2 separate regions of the Pan troglodytes genome follow, and region 1 is linked to region 2. Evidence: chromatin contacts called from public HiChIP or PLAC-seq data. All regions are on one chromosome and are shown on one strand. Each heading gives the region's core, a stretch centred on a gene start, on an enhancer-like site or on the middle of the called end of the contact. The rest is flanking DNA. Distances are from core to core; before and after follow the strand shown. Region 1 holds the start of HAS3 (hyaluronan synthase 3). Region 2 holds the start of TANGO6 (transport and golgi organization 6 homolog).

The links. HiChIP or PLAC-seq counts read pairs in DNA pulled down with a chosen protein or histone mark.
Region 1: an H3K4me3 HiChIP or PLAC-seq map of stem cell-derived excitatory neurons shows a contact between it and region 2, with 6 times the contacts expected there. The contact joins the promoter of HAS3 here to the promoter of TANGO6 in region 2. A contact is called at or near these places in 1 of 1 datasets of contacts at active chromatin or transcription factors (stem cell-derived excitatory neurons) and 1 of 1 other capture datasets (stem cell-derived neural stem cells).

The regions. Positions count from the first base shown.
Region 1 is chr18:67,145,087-67,149,531 of NHGRI_mPanTro3-v2.0_pri, forward strand. HAS3 (hyaluronan synthase 3) reads left to right here and starts at 2,139. Exons shown (of 4, transcript XM_001168498.7): 1 at 2,139-2,273.
Region 2 is chr18:66,881,017-66,885,679 of NHGRI_mPanTro3-v2.0_pri, forward strand. It overlaps TANGO6 (transport and golgi organization 6 homolog), which reads left to right and starts at 2,913. Exons shown (of 18, transcript XM_511059.9): 1 at 2,913-3,107. The coding sequence starts at 3,011.

The DNA of each region.
Region 1 (4,445 bases), core at 889-3,388, 260 kb after region 2:
CAGCCTCCTGGGTAGCTGGGATTACAGGCGCCTGCCACCACACCCGGATAATTTTTTGTATTTTTAGTAGAGACGGGGTTTCACCATGTTGGCCAGGCTGGTCTCAAACTCCCGACCTCAGGTGATCCACCCGCCTCAGCCTCCCAAAGTGCTGGGATTACAGGTGTGAGCCACCACACCCGGCCAGGCAGTTTTCTTTTATTCAAACACTGATCCTTGAACTTGCTGTCACTGAGTGCTCTAGAGGGATGGCCATGTAGAACCCGTGGCATGGGCAAAGGATGCTGCTGTCTGGTTAACTAACACTTGCTGAGCGCTTACCCTCAGCCAAACTCTTCAAACTTCCTATCAGTCCGCCTAGCAATCCCATCTCTGGGATGAAGACACTGGGGCTTACTGGCAGACTCTAGAGCCCTCCCCTCCACCAACCTAAGGCTTCTCCATCTTTGTGTAAGTAGGAATGGCTCTGGTAGGGCCCCTCAGGCCATCTGAAGTTCAAAACACATTGGCAGCTGGGCTGGATAGCATGCCTATAGGACTAGCTCCTAGGGAGGCTGAGGCGGAAGGGCTTGCTGGAGTCCAGGAATTTGTTTTTGAGACAGGGTCTTGTTCTGTTACCCAGGCTGGAGTGTAGTGGTTCGATCATAGCTCACTGTTGCCTTGACCTCCTGGGCTCAAGCAATTCTCCTGCCCCAGCCTCCCTAGTAGCTGGGACTACAGGCGCACTCCACCATGCCTGGCTAATGTTTTTTTTTTTTTTTTCTTTTCTTTTTCTTTTTTTTTTTTATTTTTATTTTTTGAGATGGAGTCTCACTCTGTCGCCCAGGCTGGAGTACAGTGGCACAATCTTGGCCCACTGCAACCTCCGTCTCCTGGGTTTAAGCGATTCTTCCGCCTCAACCTTCCCAGTGGCTGGGACTACAGGCACGTGCCACCATGCCTGGCTAATTTTTGTATTTTTTAGTAGAGATAGGGTTTCACCATATTAGCCAGGCTGGTCTCTAACTTCTGACCTCGTGATCTGCCCACCTCGGCCTCCCAGAGCGTTGGGATTACAGGCGTGAGCCTCCACCCGGCCCTGGCTAATTTTTTAATTTTAATTTTTGTAGAGACGGGGGAAGTCTCGCTTTGTTGCCCAGGCTGGTCTTGAACTCCTGGCCTCAAGCGATCCTCCATCTTCAGCCTCCCAAAGTGCTGGGACTACAGGTGTGAGCCACTGTGCCTGGCCAATAATGTAAGATGGGATTGTGTGGAGTAGGTGTGCCTGGGGTCTTTGCTTGCCTGCGGGGACTGAGGTGTGAGGTCTGTGGCCCAAACTGAGCAATGGTGGGCAGGCAAGTCCCTGAGCCCCTAAAACTTCCGAGAGGAGAAGTTTTATAGACTGCAGCTCAGGTGCCTATAAATTTGTTGCAGCTTGGGAAGAAGTGATAGAAATTATATCAGGTGTATTTGGAAAACAGGTAAACTCTGTTTTTTGTGTTTTTTTTGTTTGTTTGTTTTGTTTTTTTTTGGAGACGGAGTCTCGCTCTGCTGCCCAAGCTGGAGTGCAGTGGTGCGATTTCAGCTCACTGCAACCTCCACCTGCGGGGTTCAAGCGATTCTCCTGCCTCAGCCTCCCGAGTAGCTGGGATTACGGGCATGGTGCCCGTAACGCCGAAAGTGCTGAGATTACAGGCTTGAGCCACGGCGCCCGGCCACTCATTTTTTAAAAACTAGTTATTAATTATAATTTCTCTTCAAGTTTTCCTGAGATGTAAAAACTCATCGCCTTCAGCTGGTTCTAAACTTCTTGTCTCTGCTAACAACTCTCCCCCCTCCTCGATCTCACCCCACCCCAGCGCACCCCAACTCACTTCATCTCACTTTACTCGAGTCTAGCACTATCTTTTAGGGACCTGAAAACTACTGTCGATAAGGTCAGTTGGGAATTTAGGAGATCATGGATGTCGGAAATAAAGGTGTGAAAAAGAAGAGGAGGAATTGTTTTGGCTTTAAGACACCGGAACCTCCAAGGTTCCTACAAAACCGTTTGCAGCTTTTGCAAACCGCCTTAAAGTCATCAGCGCCCCACTGCGGAATTCAAAGCTAAGCTGTCACAATTGTTAACACCTTCTTTGACCAGCCTTTTTACATTTGACAATTCTCTTCAGCGCCTCTTTCTTGCCAGCAGGAAGGTTTTGCTGCCTTGGCTTTCGGGAGCCCCCTAGACAGCGAACTGCCCCTTCGCGTGCAGAAGTCGGGGAAGAGTGCTCTCAGCTCGCCTTCCTTGCAGGGTGAGTAGGTTTTGCGGGTTAGAGAGCGGGGCGTGGGGGCGGGGAGGGAGAGTAACAATTTTGGAAGTCCCTGCGTGGTATCTGGAAAGTTAACGACGCTTCAGGTTCTAGGTTGAGCCCAGTGACCGTCTCGCCTTGGCAGCTGGTCCCAGGGCGATTGCAGAGCCGCGTGGCCTTCGGCCCCAATCGGGGGACCCAGCTTCGGAGAGGGCGCAGGGGCTGCGAGTCTTGCGAGCCGGAGCCGCGTCCACCCGGGACTAGGCGTCCCCGCCGAGCGCTGGCTTGTGGCGCTCCCTGGGACCGCGCGGGGTCGGGGGTGCGCCCTCGGGGGCCCTCCCACTCTGGTCAACTTTCCCGGCCCCAGGGCCGGGGGAGGCGCCTCTCCTGGCGGGCACGCGCCGGGTACTTAAGGGCGGCTCGGCAGGGCAGGCGGCAGTCGGAGCGCGCGGCGGCGCGGAGCGGAGCGGGAGGAGGGGCATGGAGCCGCCGCGGGCCTGCTGAGCTCCGGAGCGCGGCAGCCGGCGGCACGGTGAGCGCGGGCCGGCCGGCACCCAGGAGGGGCGGGCCGCGCGGGGCTGCGCCGAGGCCGGGGAGCGCCGGGCGGCAGGGGTGCCTCTCGCCGAGCCCCCCGCACCCGGCCAGCTCCCAGCCCTGCGGGCGCCGCGTCCGGCGCGGGGAGGCGGGTTGGGGGCGGCGGCAGCCCCGGGCTTCCCGGCGGCCGTTCCTGCAGCCCCCTCCCCACTGACCCCTCCTCCCTTTCTTCCTGCATCCTCTCCTCTTTCAGCCTCGCCTCCCTCCTCCCCGGCGGCTCCTGTTTTGTGAATGAATTAGGAGGCGGACGCCGGTGCGGGGCTCCAGGCTGGCTGGGGTACCCCTCCCCCGCACCTTCTACGACCTCCCGGGGGTTTGCACCTGTCCGGGCACCAAGGTACCAGGCGCCCACGTTCCTGCGGGTTAGCCGGGCCGCGGCAGCACGTGTCCGGGGGAGTGGGCTCCCCTCCCCTGGCCGGCCTGGAGGGGCCCGGAGGGCGGCCGGGCACAAGAGGAGGAGCCCCGCTGGGCGCACAAGTTTCCATGCCGCCGCGTGTGGCCCTGCCGCGGGGCGCACCTGTCAGCGGGAGAGACGCTGCACACCAGCAGCCCCTCAAAGTTTCGGAGGCTTGATGGAGAAGCGTGCGTCCTTGACTGGGGGTTCTCCTTCCGTAGTCCTGGGAGCCGGACTTGAGAGCGCCCCCAACCTTGTGCCCTTGAAAGCCGAGTGCGCGTTAGTTTGCCTGGGCTGGGCTCCCGTGGATGAGCGAAGGGCATGAGGAGGCGGCGGTCCAGGCTGTAGGATCACCCCACAGCCTCTGCCGGCTTGGGGTGACACAGCCCCCCGCCCCAGGTCTGGGCAGGAGAACCTCGACCACAGCCTGCACCAGCGCCTGATTGCACGTGGGGTATCTGGTTGAGGGACATTTTGGGGGCCTCTATTTGGGGGTGGGGGTAGTAACCTGGGTAATGCCTCTAATTCCTGCGGGGGAGGGGTCCCGCCCAGGGAAGGAGAGGGCCGGCGACACCGGGGATGCGCCTTTGTCTACAGGCACACTTTGCCAAGGTAGCTGGGATACCAGGAAGAGCAGGGCCTGGTCCGACTGGGATCCCTTGGGTTTTCCGTTCCTTCCCGGTTGGGTCGTGGGAAACCGGCACGTGGGTGTGGCCGGCGCCGCCTTTGCCAAGAGGCGAGGCTCGAGCGGGGATGAGAAGCGTAGCGAGTGCGTTCGCGGCTGCTTTGACCTGGTGGGCGCCGCCTCCGGCACTGCACCGAGGCGGGGCGCCAGCGCCCAGGTTGCTGGGCTGGCCTTGGCGCCCCCTTCCCCTACCTAGAGCGCAGGCAGGCAGGGGGGTCCCGCCGCGCCCCTTCAGCATGTAAGCTCCGGAGGGGAATGGGGGCGCTCCTAGGCTGCGGATGCAGGCCTGGGGACTCCTGGGCCGCAGGCGCGAGCAGTAGGGTGGCAACAGGGAGGGCTGGGAGTCCTGTGAAGGAAGCACACGGCGGGCTCCCCGGGACGGTGGGGCAGAGCGCCCGGAGGCCGCGCTTCCCGGAGAGGCTAGGCTGCCAGCAGCTCTTTTCGGGCCAACGCTGCTGGAAGGCTGCTAGTGCCGGAGTCTCAGGTCGATTTAGGCAGTGAC
Region 2 (4,663 bases), core at 1,663-4,162:
TGGCTAATTTTTGTATTTATGTTATAGAGACAGGGTCTCCCTATGTTGCCCAGCCTGGTGTCAAACTCCTGGGCAAAAGAAATCCTCCCACCTCAGCCTCCCAAAGTGCTGGGATTACAGGCATAAACCACCACACCCGGCCCACACTCTGGATTCTGAGGCCCTGGAATTTTCTGCCCAACCATCCCAGGCCTTCTTCTAGGGCTTTGCAGAACTCTTCCCTGGGTCTGCCCTCTGGATGGCGCACTGTGCTCCCCGTCTGAAGTTTTGTTTTGTTTTTTATTTTTTTGAGACAAAGTCTCCTTTTGTCACCAGGCTGGAGTGTAGTGACGCGACCTCGGTTCACTGCAACCTCCGCCTCCCAGGTTCAAGAGATTCTCCTGCCTCATCCTCCCGAGTAGCTGGGACTACAGGCATACATCACTATGCCCAGTGAATTTTTGTATTTTTAGTAGAGATGGGGTTTCACCATGTCGGCCAGGATGGTCTCAATCTCTTGACCTTGTGATCTACCCACCTCGGCCTCCCAAAGTGCTGGGATTACAGGTGTGAGCCACCGCGCCCGGCCCCCATCTGCAGTTCTAGACCCAGAGGGGCCAAATGGTAGCTGCTCTGTGGAAGGGATGGGGTGTGGGGTGTGGACAGAACCTGAATGTGCAGGGCTGTGGGTGCCCACATGTCTAAGTGCCCAGCCTTCATGGTGCAGGATGGAGATGCTGGTGAGAAGAAAAATGGGTCAGACCAGAGGTCTCCATTGTGGAGCTCTGAGACAGTCTGAGAATTTTGAATTCAAACTTGATAGAATTTTCAAGGTAGGAGGATAGAAAATATTTTATTTACCAGTCTCTTTGCTTGATTTCTAACACTGAAATATTTAGACTGGTGGCGTGAGGGCCTCTACTTGTATTTTTGCACCAAACCCCTCAAGCCTTTCCCACACAATGCTTTACCCCCCTCTCACTAAATGTTTAACATCTCAAAATACTCTTAAAATTTTTTATTTCCCAAATGAACCTGTGCCCATACACAATGGAGAAAACATTGTCTAATGACAAAACCTGGAAAGGAATACACAAAATAAAAAGAGCACAGTGGCAATTTTGTAGGTGATTTATTTCCCATTCAAAAATATTTTTAAGGCCAGAACCAGTGGCTCACGCCTGCAATTTCAGTATTTTGGAAGGTCGAAGTGGGCAAATTGCTTGAGCCCAGGAGTTTGAGACCAGCCTGGGTGACGTGGTGAAACGCCATCTCTACAAAAATTAGCCGGGTGTGGTGGCATGCATCTGTAGTCCCAGCTACTTGGGAGGCTGAGGCGGGAGGATCACTTGAGCAGGGGAGGCAGAAGTTGGAGTGAGCCAAGATCACACCACTGCACTTCAGCCCGGGTGACAGTGAGATTCTGTCTCACACACACACGCACAAGATTTTATTCGGAAGGCTGAGGCAGGAGGATCACTTGAGGCCAGGAGTTTGAGACAAGTCAGGGCAACATAGAGACTCCATCTCTAAAAAAAAATTTTTAGCGTTTTTCCCTCTCAGGTCCTGCATTCCAAAATGACAAAGAAAAGAAGAAACAAGAGTCATGCCAAAAAGGGTAATAGCTATGCGCAGCTTATTCTCGCCCAAGGACCGGATCATTAAGAAGTTTGTCCTTTGGGCTGGGCGCGGTGGCTCACGCCTGTAATCCCAGCACTTTGGGAGGCCCAGGTGGGCAGGTCACTTGAGGTGAGGAGCTCAAGACCAGCCTAGCCAAGAGGGCGAAACCTTGTCTCCACAAAAAATACAAAAATTAGCCGGGCATGCTGGGGCACTCCAGTAATCCCAGCTACTCGGGGGGCTGAGGCCAGATAATTGTTTCAGCCTGGGAGGCAGAGGTTGCAGTGAGCCGAGATCACGCCACTGAACTCCAGCCTAGGCGACAGAGCGAGACCCCATCTCAAAAAATAAAATAAAAATAAAGGTCCTGCCCTCAAAAACATTGTCCTGTGTCTGCAGCATGACTTTCAGACAACATGGTTTTTCAACGTCCCACCAGGATTTATGTAGGCGAAAACCTGTTTCCGATTATCTGAATCTCAAATCCATTCTGTTTTACATATAAAAACAGTTTGGCGGAGGGCATGGTTTTGATAGACACTGAATTTTCAAGGAATGCATCAACCATGAAAACAGAACAAAGATCGAACTTTTACTGGGAACTTTACTAAGTTCACTAAAAAAAAAAAAATCATATTACCCATAACAACATTTGTGGCTTTACATTCACGATGGATATATATGCGTGTGTACGTCTGTACTTAGGTTTTGTTTGTTTGTTTGTTTTGAGATGGAGTCTCGCTCTGTCGCCCAGGCTGGAGTGCAGTGGTGTGATCTCGGCTCACTGCAACCTCCGCCTCCCAGCTTCGAGCGATTCTCCTGCCTCAGCCTCCCGGGTAGCTGGGACTACAGGCGCCCGCCACCACGCCTGGCTAATTTTTGTATGTTTAGTAGAGACGGGGTTTCACCATATCGGACAGGTTGGTCTCAAATTCCTGACCTTGTGATCTGCCCGCCTCGGCCTCCCAGAGTGCTGCGATTACAGGTGTGAGCCACCGCGCCCAGCCTGAATATTGTTTTTCTTATCCATACTTCACTGTAAGCAGATGGAAGCATCTGTCTGCTTCATTATGTCTGCCAGTGTTGAGTACCTGAGTATTTTCATATTGAAATATAGATTTAATGATACATTACTTCTCTCTTCCTTCTTTACATAGCGGTTAATCATATTGAGCTTCTGAAATTGTGCGTGTGGGCAGATTAGCCATTTTTGGGTTCCCTCTTACCCCCCGGACTAAGCCGGGACGGAAAAAAAATGTGAAGGGGGCGTTCCCGATCGATTTGGCCCCGCCCCACCCTGCAGGCCCCGCCCCATAGTGTGCCCAGCGCTTTCTGCCACACTTAACATGGCGGCGGCGGCGCCCTGCCGAGGCGCCTGAGCGGGTCGCGAGCGTGGTGTTACACTCCAGTCATGGCGGCCCCAGGACAGGCCGTGGGCAGCGGGGCTCAGGAGACATGCGGTCTGGATCGGATTTTGGAGGCATTGAAGCTGCTGCTGAGCCCGGGAGGTGAGAGGACGCATCTCCGCGCCGGGCTGGACCCGGGACTCTCAGGGCCGCCCGGCTTCCGGGGCTGCCCTGCCTTCCGCAGCGTGCGCCCCTTAGGCCCGCCTCGGGACCCTCCGCCCGCTGCTGGGGGCTTTGAGCATTGTCTGTGCCCGTCCTCATTACGTTCTTGAGGAAACCGAGGCTCAAGGAGGGCGCGGGATCCCTTGACTGCTGATATTAGCCAACATCTCTTGAGCATTTGCCTTGTGCTGGGCTCTGTCAGGCGGGGCCGTTATTTCATTCAGTGCTTACTGCAGCGCTCTTGGGAAGGGGATATGGACCCAGCTCCAGAGAGGGTAGGGCGCCGGCGACGTAGAAATGTGAGGTCCTAGCCGCGTGAGGGCGCAGGGGCCAGCATGGACCCTTGAGATTTGTACGAAATGCCAAGAAGTCCAGACATCGGAAGCAGTGACGTTTGAAATGGGTTTGGGGAGAGTATTTAGGGGTTTCCAGGCGCTTTTAATCTTTGTGGTGCGTGGACAGTTTCTTCCCAGTCTAAAATCTGAAGGGACATTGGGAGTGGTTGAAGCTGCTACTCCTTTTGCGACTGAGGACACCCAAGGCTCACTGAAGAAATTAAGTAACCTGTCCAAGATCACGTGGTCAAATTAGGGGCAGAACACGGACCTAGGCCCGAGATCTACTGAACCCCCTTCTCAGAATCAGACAAATTGTTCAGTATAGGGGCTCTGATGTTATCTGGAGCTTTTGGAAAGGACGTGGAAGATAGAGCTCTACTTATCACTGGGGTGTATATTTGGGGGAAGGGATGGGAAGGGATCTGTAGAATTAGCAAGGGCACATGAAAGGCCAAAGGGGATCACCTCCCAGTCTCAGATTTTATACTCAAAACTGCGAAAACTTCTGCAAACATTACACCACACCAGCGGGAAGTGAACACAAGTTACTAATATTAGTAAATGAGTGCCTACTAAGTATCAGTCCCCATAGTAGGCTGTTTACATACACATCATTTAATCCTCATTACGATCCCCTGGGATCGGTACTACTTGTATTCAATTTTTACGGATGAAGGACCAAGGTTCAGGTACATTGGAAATTGCCTAATGTCAGACTAGTAAGTGGCAGAATTTGAATTTAGGTTATTTCCACTAAAAGTATGGTAAATATGCTACATTGTCTCAATTAAGAGTCAGACTGCAAAATAGAATTTTAAGTTGCTAATCGAGAGGTCACTTGTCTTGTAACGGCAACTCTTTTTTTTTTTTTTTTTTGAGATGAGGTCTCACTCTGTTGCCCAGGCTGGAGTGCAGTGGCACAATCTCGGCTCACTGCAACCTCTGCCTCCCAGGTTCAAGCGATTCTCCTGCTTCAGCCTCCTGAGTAGCTGGGATTACAGGTGCGCACCACCATGCCCAGCTAATTTTTGTCTTTTTAGTAGAGACGGAGTTTTGCCATGTTGGCCAGGCTGGTCTCGAACTCCTGACCTCAAGTGATCTGCCTGCCTTGGCCTCCCAAAGTGCTGGGATTACAGGCCTGAGCCACTACACCTGGCC